2 separate regions of the Zea mays genome follow, and region 1 is linked to region 2. Evidence: chromatin contacts called from public Hi-C data. All regions are on one chromosome and are shown on one strand. The core of a region is the stretch at or near the end of the contact, and the rest is flanking DNA. Distances in the headings are between cores, read along the strand shown. Region 1 has its middle 33 kb from the start of LOC118473404. Region 2 holds the start of LOC100272451.

Region 1 (5,256 bases), core at 391-2,890, 74 kb before region 2:
AGCTTAATTATATTAGTGTGTAGTAGGTTTTGTCTCAAAACTCAGAAAACAAAAGAAATATATGTCACGCAGTACGGCGGGTCAAATCATTTCCAACGAAACCGTTGGGTTATGTATATATTCTTCGACCAAGTATTCAACCTGTGTGTAGACGTCGTTATCTACTGCCCCAGTCCAAAAAAATCGGACAGCAATCAGTTCCAGCGACGAAATCCTTGCTATATATATATTCAACAGGTAAATCTGTACCAGTACATGAAGATCGATGTCCATTTCATATACCGACATGGTGGTCTCAAATTTGACCACATGCATGCTAAGATAGTAACATTCTTTGTAGTGACCATGTTCGTTGCACGTTTATTAAAACCTAGCTATTAGAAGCTTTTATTGGTATGTATTGGTAAAGAAAACTAACTGAGCGCAGTCGATAGTATACTACAATCATCCCGTTTGTATCCTGTTTTCGTTTAATTAATTAATTAATCAGGTTCAAAAACGACAAAAAAAACTATCGAAATCGGTTTTATGGTAGCAGTCCGTTTAGGAATATTTTTGTTAAAAGTCAGAATCGAGACCAAATATATAAGTGTTTGGCTTGGGAAACTAGCCTGTATATGAAACAAAACCAATGTGATGATATTGAAACATAAATATCGTGTGATTATTTCCACATAAGAGCTTGTTCGTTTCACGGTTAATTCATATGGATTGTGTGGTATTGAGTCGGTTTAAATCCATAACAAGTCAAAATTCATATGGATTAGGTGGTATTGAGTCGGTTTAAATCTATAACAAGTCAAAATTCATATCAATTTATTCTAATACACTATAATCCATAACAAGGCTGCTAGTATATATTAACATTGGAAACGATACAACTTCTTCTTTATTTTTTCTCCCCCGGCGGCATTATATTTCTTGCGGCGCTCTCTTCTAGAAGCGAATGCATGCATGCTTCCAACATGTCTCCGTTTTTCTAGACCCCAGTTGCACGGTGCATTGACAGTTGACACAACACGCACCCGGAAAGAACAACTCCGAACCGGCGCATGCATGATTGAGCATCAAATCAAAATCAGACCTAGTCAGCGCAGCGGCGTCTTTTGTACTTTGAAGCTTTGCATCATCATCAGCAGCCGCTGGCACACACATACCTAACCTAACACTGCCCGCTCCCAAATAAGTCAGCACGTCGACCCTGTGTCTGCCAGTGGCAGGGGCTCACTGTGGGCCCCCACGTGCAGCCCTAACATTTGTCTCGACCTGTCTCCATGCATGGAGAAAAAACAAAGCAGTACCAGTACCCCCCATATGTCATCATTTAATTTTGACCCTCCTAGCTCAGCCTTTGGATAATCGCTCGCGTTTGACCACTGGTCTCTTAGAATAATGGGCCAATTCCCTGTATGCCACTGTAAAATATACTCATTCCTTGTATGCCACTGGCCCCACATGTCATAGACACCAAAAAATATACCTATATGCCACTCAGTGACACACAAGGGATGAGTATAAAATCTGATGGCATACCAGGAATTTTCTCTAGAATTTTCTTTCTTTCTCTCGGGCCATCCCCATCGATGGATGATGGATCGACCAGGGTCTGCCTGCCGGTCCAAGCTGCGGGCCCGGCCCGGCGTCCGGTCCGATAGTTGCGTCAGGTCGGTAGTAGACATCCGAATTGAAGGTACGTGCCGCTAGTGGCTGCTGTATTTGTACTTGTACTTTTAAGGGTGTTTAAATACATTCAGAGTTAATAATTAGTGACTAAAATTAACTAAAGATATCTAAACATCCTAACTAATATTTTAGCTATTAGCTATTTTTAGTTAACTAGCTATTTGTTAGCTACCTAATTCTACTAGCAAATTTTTAGCCAACTAACTATTAGCTCTAGCACATTTAAACACCTCTAAAAGCTCTCTAGCAGTCAAAGACGCGAGCTAGAGAGCAATTAACTGGCAGCCACCACGCTGTATCAGTGGAACGAGAGTTCACGCATGTTTTACGCTCAATCTATCTCGGCGACCAGGAAAAGTTGTGGTACGATTAACTAATAAAATGTTTGGTTTGAGGGATGAGCTAGTCCATCATCTTCTCACTCCTCACTTTTTTTTGTTTGGTTTGTGGAATAGATTGAGTTGATTCATCATCACCTCATTCCTTATAGTTATTTAGTTAGTATTAATATGAGGAATGGAGTTATCCCATCAAATTTGAGGAATTGACCCATGATGCACCACCATATTTTGAATGGAGTGATTCATTAAACCAAACACCCCATAAACCAGTCACTTCGGTCGTTTACACGTTTGGATCAAATGCCCGGCATATATCTTTGTTTCAAAAAAATTTTTCCCCAAGCGTATAGTTGAAATTAGTTGTAGAAGACTTACTAATGGTGTGAGCCACGTGAGGCCTTCATATAGATTAAGGGGGATTAACGGTGTTTCAATTCCTAGTAAGTCAAGATCTCTCTTAATCCATATCAATCATCTCTAATTCATATGAATTGAAAATAACCGAACAAACACTAATGAGTTTGTCGTCCAACATTCACGCTCTTTAACCTCTGGCGACTGGCGAGACACTTTGCTTTGATCACTAATGGGGTGTTTGGTTTGAGAAATAAACTAGTCTCTCATCTTCTCACTCCTTACTATTTTTTTTGGTTTGTGGAATAGAATGAGTTGATCCATCACCACCTCATTCCTTATAGTTAGTTAGTACTAATATGAGGAATGAAGTCATTTCAATAAATTTGAGGAATAAACCCATAATGCACCACTTCAATTTGGATGGTTTGATTCTCCAAACCAAACACTCTATAAGAAAACGATGAGGAGATTAAACGAAAATACGGAGGAGATTGCGAACGATCGAGAACTGACAATTACACGTGTCGAGATCATGGTAGGGGCGTATCGAGATAAACTAATCATGATCTAGAGAGACATTATTTTTGTTTGATTGGTGATCGGAAATCAACCTTATTTTGTATTTTAGAGCGTTTCGCCCAAGCTATTTTTTTTTAACTTTCGCTGTTATGAATGTTCCTTTGTGTTGCCTGAACTTTTTCTAAGGACACCCCCAATCACTATTGTCTTCTGAGAGGACATTTATTTAGAATTTCGTTAGTTTTTGGTGAGTTGTTTATATGGCACTGATCAATTCAAGGTAATTTTGACCGGTTCTAGTTCGGTTCGTACGTCCGTGAAAGAAAAAACGTCCACACGCGTAGCCGCCGCCGCCGCCGTCTCGGCCGCCGGCGAGCTGCGCGCGCGGGCTAGCCGGCTAGTGCAGTGGTCACGCGTTCGACGAGGCTTTGGTGGTCGTTGTTCGTCTGCTGCACGCGCGCGCACCATGCCAACAGTGCGCTTCTAGAACTCATAGACCCAGTCATCTAATCATATATAATTACTCGTATTGCTTCATCGGGGATCACTTAGTCTGAGGCGAGATTAGGGACCACAGCAGCCATTTGCAGGGGGCATGATGCATATCTGAATTCGTCTACTGCTACTACTTGGCCTTGCACTTAGCTTGTGGCAGGAATATTTTAGAGACCGATCGTACTAAGAAGCAGATAGACGAAGTACCCGGCAATGGCGTGGCAAGCAATATAGCCTATGCACTGTGAGCCATAAACAAGTGATTAAGAGCATTAGCATGCATAGCATCTACTAAAGCTCGAACTAGAATATATTAACAAGGGAGCTATAGCTAGATTGGGGTGCTCACGAATCATGGCAGGGGGTCGATTAGGTTGGTGGTGAAAACTACCAGCTGTACTACCGGCGATCAACGACACGGATCGATCATTAACTTTCTACGCTGACACTGACGCCTATAAAAATACGATATCGCGCGCGCGCGCGCGGGGTTACCTTGTAGGAGAGGATGCAAAGCAAAATATCCTTTGGTAGTTGGTAACTTTTCTTCAAAGGCTGTAATTTTCAGTTATGCGCGCGGATAGAATGACGATGATCATCAAGCAGCTTGACAACGAGCGCAGGGGGGGACAACTTTTTGCAAAGCAAAATAATATCCTTTTTCCTATATGCCATGGTTACATTGTGGCCCCGATCTATTTTAATTCAGTTATTTCTCATTCACCAGGTTAGGGGGAACCCACACTTGCCTACACATAGCATCATATATAATAAGAATAAGAAGAAATCAACTGTGTATTTGGCAACTCTAATTATGATGCGTACCACTAGAATTCAATTCCGTGTGCGTGTCTAATGATGCGAATTATCGTGCCGCACGGGCGGCTTTAGTGATGAACTATATATCTCTGTCATATTCCGCTGGAAAAATAATAAAAGTTAACCGATGGATGCGTTAGGCTGGCTATCTCGAGCAGCTCATCTCTATCTCTTATTTTAAACTTTACTATATAAACAGTATGATCTAGAGTACAATATATTATTTTGTATGACTATATATACGGTCTGCTGGCTATATCCTTATAGTACTTAGAGCATCTCTAAGAGCTCTCCAGAAGTCTCTTCTAAATCCATTTTTTTTAGAAAAAAACACAAAAATGTGTCTCCAACTTTTTCATAGCCCTTAAAACTCCTTCATTTATAGCTATAAATGAGAGAGTTTTGGGGCTCCCCAGGCCAGAAACAATCTGCCGTTTTAAAGGATCTGTTGGAGAAATGATTAAAATTTATCCCCACTAATTATTTAGATGTCTCTTAAAACTGATTTTTTAAAGAGTCATTTTCTGGAGAGTTCTTGAAGATGTTCTTGGAGCAACCCAACGCGAATGCAAAAAGAAGGAGTATCCAATCGGGGCATGCATAAAGGCATCCTATTAAATATTTCTGACCGTGCACAATGCATCGAGCAGAGATGATACACATTTTTAGTTCTCCTCGGCCGCGGCACACAAATGCATCGCCGGTTGGAAGCTTTTGCATTGCGGGCACACACATGAGGCAAAACGATTATGCATCCGTTGGGATCGATCGGTCTTATATATACATACATCTTTTTATCTGATGGTGAATTATTAAATACAACGTCAATTAAAGATCGAGTTCAGCCAAAGACATATATATCTAGTGATCGGAAGACCTTGGTGTGCAACTTTTTTGTCACTATGCTAATAGCCACCTCTTTGGTTCCATGCCAGTTTTATTATTCTGTATACTACGTTGTGCTGACTTGTCATCGCGTACTTAGTGATTGTTGTTCACACGGTATTGTAATGTTGTAGGGCCTTTGCTGGTCGCTACTGCC
Region 2 (5,601 bases), core at 1,554-4,053:
AGATTCACATTCACACGGCGCAGCAGAGACTCTAGCCCTGCCGCCAGGTGTGCCGATTGGACACAGTGTGCGCGGACATTGGCATGCCGTGATGGTGAACTGCCGACGCCACAGGGCCGGGGGAGGCAACAGATCGCTGTCGAGGAAACAACTATCTGGTGACGTACGTACGTACGTGGATCCCTACATAGCATATGTTGCGATCGTTTTCTGGTCGTTATTTGACCGTGAGGGTCTGGAACTCAAAACTGGCGGTGGGTTTTGAAGTGAACCAATACCAAACATTTCCGGATAAATTCAATGATGGCTGTCTTGAAAGTGCACATTGTTATTACTGCATTAGAGCGAGTAACATGTTCTTTTAGGTCAAGAAAATAAGTGGAGATATACAACTGTGTGGCTGGATGTCTAGGACTAGCTAGCTAGAGAAGCGTCATATGAGTTAAACATGTTTGGCTAAGAAAAATTCTGGAAAGGGCGACCGACCAAAAAAGATGGTCTATGTTCCTACTGGGAGTAACTATCGCTGATTCGTAAGTGGTTGGGATGCATAGTTAGGGGTATCATATTCTAACAAGTGGTATCAAAGCCAAAGCTATGCTGATTTTATTTTGTGAGAAGGTTGATAGGGATAAGGATCACAAGATTAAGATGTTGTCAAAGATGTGGAATAATCAAGTATATATAGAAATTTGATGGCAAAGGGAATTTTAGAATGTGGCAATACATGGTAATAGATGTGCTTGTCTAATAAGAACTAATCGATGCTCTACACCGTAGTTGACTGCCCTATAATCTAGATTTGGGCCTTTACTGTTGGAGTGGGGTGTTTTGTTGGTGCCCTAAATTTTATAAACTATACTTATTTTCAAAATATAGGGCATTTTTATAGGTCACGTTGTTGGAGATGCTCTAATAAGAACTAATCGATGCTCTTTGAGGGCACCAAAGGGCACCAAACGAGACAAGGCAACTAATGAATAATACAAATCATGGGAGGTTTTTCCATTTGGATTAGGTTTTTTGGGGGTTGAGTTTATCCATAACCCGCCGCGCTGGCGAGTCAGGTTGATCAGCAAGGTGCCCATGAATAGGTCTGCATGTAAAGGGAAGACATTAGCAAATGGAAAGTTTTGAAACCAGTACGCCTAATGTCTATTTTTGAGATCGACGAAGCCATCATAGATAACCTATTGTCGAGTGAGTGTCCTCTTATCACTTAGAAAATAGCTAGGACTGGTGTGAGTCCAAGATCTGGGACTTGATAAACATTTTTCACCACAAGAAAAACCCCCATTGTCATTCATTTGTAGAACCTACAGTTAAAATATAGATCTTATTATGATGCGCAAGGAAAACCAAAAAGAAGTAGAAAAACCAAGGAAAGGAAAGGGTCGCTGTCGGATCCACATAAAACCTCCTAGGGGCATACAGTATGCTCCACGCCATTTCAGGCAGCAGCACCAACAATTTGTGCCAAATTTTAGTTTGGTTTTCCATGTGCTGAAAACTCCACCGACCTCCCTCCACCGGAGTGGACTACCTGACACTGAGAGCTGGCCAGCTGGTACATATGTTCACACGAGCTGTATAGCTCAGTAGCTGGCTCGTATTTCCTAGCTCAAATGAGTAGCCCCCTGCCTTCTTTTAAGCCGGGCCCACATCCCGTACGTGCTTCGAGCGCGTGCCCAGCAACGAGCTGTGCTTCCATGCGCATGCCCATCGTGCGGTGCGAGTGCGAGTGGGCTAGCCGGGGCCCGGGGCCAGGCGATGGAGTCAACCAGTCAAACTCACCGGAGCCCCCCCAAGCCCAACCCGTGTACGGTATCCGATCGATTAATCAACCGTTGATTATAATACAGGAGTAACAATCCCCAGACAGTAATTAATCGCCACCAGGCCCACCACACACGCCCTCCATCTGCAGACCCCCAGTCGGGAAAAAAATCTGAATCGCCCCCGAGCCCCGATTAACCCCTGAACTTTTGGCTTTAAAAGCGAAAGAGATCAAAAGGGATAAACTAATAATCTCCCTGGTTGCGGCGTGCTCCCTGACCCAGTCCCCCACATGCTCACGGCCGGCCTTGAGAATTTGGTGACCCGGTGCGAGACAAAAATTGAGGCTCCATTGATCATAAATACCAAAATTTTATGAATATTGAGATGCATTAAACTCCTTAAGTTTTTTTTTCCTTTTTCACTACTAGATGCATGCTTTCTAGTGGACGACATGTGGAATATGGTGACCACAATGCAAAATAACCTATACTCAAAAATAAAGAACATTTAACTAGTAAAGATTGGTTTGAGACGAAAACGAATCAGCAAAAGTAGAGTAGCAAACTTGACGAAGTTATGGAGGGCTGAGACAGGGCACGCTAGGCACGGCACGCGGCAAGCCTGGTCTGGGCAGACGGCAGAACAGCGGACAGGGTGATCCCTCTCGACTGTCGCTGCTAGCTGCTGGCGGTGCCAGGCTATTGTTGTAACCTGAACAACATGAGCGGAGGCTTCCACGAGAAGGCAAGAGGACTGCAGCTCAAGCGTCCACGAGAAGCCAAGTAATCGAGCTTAAACATGCATGCATACTGCACGTTGATGGACTTTGGCCTTTATCGATCTTTGTGTTGTAATCTAAATAAACATTTTCTATATATACACATACACGTATATACGAGAAGAGGCCCCCTGGTTCTCGGAGGCCCGGTGCGGCGGCACCGCCGGCACCTGTCCAGGGCCGGCCCTGCACATGGTCCTTTTTTTCCTTCCATCCAAGTCCACCACCAGCCTACCTTCTCCTCCCCTTCTCCTGGCCCGGCTGATCCGTCTGCGTGTCGTCGTCTATATAAGCCCAGCCCTTCCTCCTCTCCCGCCCCACCTCATCTATCGCACTCTTCTTCCTTCCTTCCTTCTCCCGCCTTCTCCTCCCAGCACTCTTCTTCGAACACTGCCACATATACTTAGTCATCATCGTCCAGCAGCGCAGCAGCCCGCCGCTCAACGTCTCACAAGGGGATCGTCGGTCGGAATCTGATGGACATGGCGCACGAGAGAGACGCGAGCAGCGAGGAGGAGGTGGTGGCCGGCGAGCTGCGGCGCGGGCCTTGGACGGTGGAGGAGGACCTCCTGCTGGTCAACTACGTCGCCGCGCACGGCGAGGGCCGCTGGAACTCGCTCGCCCGATCAGCAGGTGGGTACCTATGTATATGTAGCTAGGATAGAATCCAGTGATATGCGCTGCATATATCATCGATCAGTTACATGGTGTCGATCGATCGAAGCTCTGCATCGCTAGTTTAGCGCACAGCCGCCTGAGCAATCGTGGTCTCGTGGAACACGAAGAAGGCTTTGTTGGCAAAGCTGTCACTTTGCATCTGGTACGGAGTACCTGCTAATGTGGAAACAGACAGAGCCTACAGTAGTGAGTGAGAAAGAGAGGACTTTTTAGTGGTTAGCATCATTCCCGGCCGTAGGGGTATTTAGTTACATCACGCATCTTGTCATCACTGACATACCACCCTCATGTCTCGTCTGCATAACTAATTGAGATCGACAGCAGGTGCTCGCTAGCTAGTGTGACATGTATAGTAGTATATGTAATCAGCAGCAATGGCGAGCGAGCGTGGAATTAATGACGTGTGGGTTATATTACTGATCATCATGTGACGATCGATGACGCAGGGCTGAGGCGCACTGGCAAGAGCTGCCGCCTCCGGTGGCTGAACTACCTCCGCCCCGACCTCCGGCGAGGCAACATCACGCCGCAGGAGCAGCTGCTCATCCTGGAGCTGCACTCGCGCTGGGGCAACCGCTGGTCCAAGATCGCGCAGCACCTCCCCGGCCGCACCGACAACGAGATCAAGAACTACTGGCGCACGCGCGTGCAGAAGCACGCCAAGCAGCTCAAGTGCGACGTCAACAGCCAGCAGTTCAAGGACGTCATGCGCTACCTCTGGATGCCCCGCCTCGTCGAGCGCATCCAGAACGCCGGCGCCGCGGGGGCTCCGCAGCAGCACAAGGCGGGCGCCGCGGACACGCCGCTCTCGTCGCCGTCGTCGTGGCAGCCCGGCGGCGGCGGCGGCGCCGACGACGGCCTCTACGCGTCGCCGGACCTCCCCGCCACGGACGCCTGCTGCTGGCCTCCCGCAGACTGCTACCCAGCCGCCGCCGCCGCCGCCGTCGGTGACGGTGACCATCATCATCAGCTACTGATGAACAACCCCGCCGCCGTGCCGGAGCTGTCGGCGAGCACTACCACGGCCGGGTCGGCCTCCCCGTCATCGGATTCCGGCGCGGGCGCACAGCCCTGCTGGCTTGCGCCGGTGGGTGGCGCGGAGTGGTTCACCACCACCTGCGACGCCTCCAGCAGCACCGCCGCCGTCCTCCTGGCCGGACACCAGCAGCAGCAGCAGCAGCAACAATGGTCGTGCCTGCTCGGGGAGGCGACGTGGGCGTCGTCATCCGAGCTCCCTGATCTGGGCTGCGTCGCGGACTTCGAGATCGGCAGCTTCGACGTGGAGAGCATCTGGAGCACGGACGACAGCTTGTGGTTCACGCAAGCGCAGGGCGTGTGAATTGAACCCACACGCGCGGCGACATGGAAATCCACGGCGTCAAATTAAACCGGTGGTGGATCGGACACCGCGCACGTCGGGGACTCCTCGCCTAGCGAAGGTGCCGAGAGAGCTAGCAGAGACACGGGTTAGAAGAAGGAGAGAGATTATTTTGGAGGAACCGAAGACGACGCGGGACGGCTACTCTTTGCTCGGTTCAAGATGCTTGCTGTTCTTGCCTCCAGGACTTTTCTTCCGCTCCAGTTCTACTCCGTTTCCTAGTCTTGATTCCCTAGCGGCTTGTAGGGTATATACGCCAAGAAAATTCCAGAAAAGGGGAAAAACGTAGCTGTTGTAGTAGTACATATATACTAGTAGCGTTAAGTGTTTGTACGTGCCGTCTAATTTTACACATTCTTTTTGAGTAATTAAGTTCAATACATATGAACAGTGAAGTTACTGATGACAGACTCTTTTGAGGGACATATATAGCATGATCGAAGTTATAACGAACGAACTTAAAAGACTCTGTTTGGGAGTGCTTTAGCTTCACAAAATTTGATGAAATTGATGAAACATATCATTATGAGCTTTAAAAAAATCGTAAAGCTGAAGTTGGAAACTTTTAGTAGATATTTAGATAAATTATTGTATTTCTTATTTAGATTAAAAGTATTTGTTAAAACCATTTAGATTTATATTATACATCACAGCACGCTGAAGCTAGTACTAGTGTCAAACACCACCCTAAGATCTGACAATTTCTAGAAGCGAAGGAAACCATAGGTGGTAGGAAGATGAGCGAGTGAGTTGAGACGTCAAGCCCAAGTCGCCTACAAGTACTACTACTGGGGGTCCAGCATGCGTACGTCCCCGCCAAATTCTCGCCGCTAATTGTGATGGATCCTCGATCACGCGCCTCTCGGTCCTCGGTCTCAGTGGGCGATCGACTCGCTTTGCTCTTTCCGGCCGTTTCTGTTGGTTTAGTTATCACCATGATGATTATATATCCGACGGCGACTCCATTTGTTTATGCCGACATGGATGG

Evidence for each region. Hi-C and Micro-C count contacts between places; a contact is called where the count stands out from the background.
Region 1: a Hi-C map of endosperm shows a contact between it and region 2, with 2.2 times the contacts expected there. The contact joins the enhancer-like site here to the promoter of LOC100272451 in region 2. A contact is called at or near these places in 11 of 25 Hi-C or Micro-C datasets (bundle sheath, ear, endosperm and 4 more) and 1 of 3 datasets of contacts at active chromatin or transcription factors (leaf).

What each region holds. Positions count from the first base shown.
Region 1 is chr9:139,805,820-139,811,075 of Zm-B73-REFERENCE-NAM-5.0, reverse strand. No RefSeq gene overlaps it. Among protein-coding and RNA genes, the nearest start is that of LOC118473404, 33 kb to the left of the region's middle. Within about 2 kb of position 1,640, at least 18 of the 20 cell types and tissues checked have an H3K27ac peak or open chromatin away from gene starts, as enhancers often do. A contact at or near this core is called in bundle sheath, ear, endosperm and 3 more, where this site is marked.
Region 2 is chr9:139,733,106-139,738,706 of Zm-B73-REFERENCE-NAM-5.0, reverse strand. It overlaps LOC100272451, which reads left to right and starts at 2,803. Exons shown (of 2, transcript NM_001146925.1): 1 at 2,803-3,190; 2 at 3,682-5,020. The coding sequence starts at 3,034. The coding sequence ends at 4,574.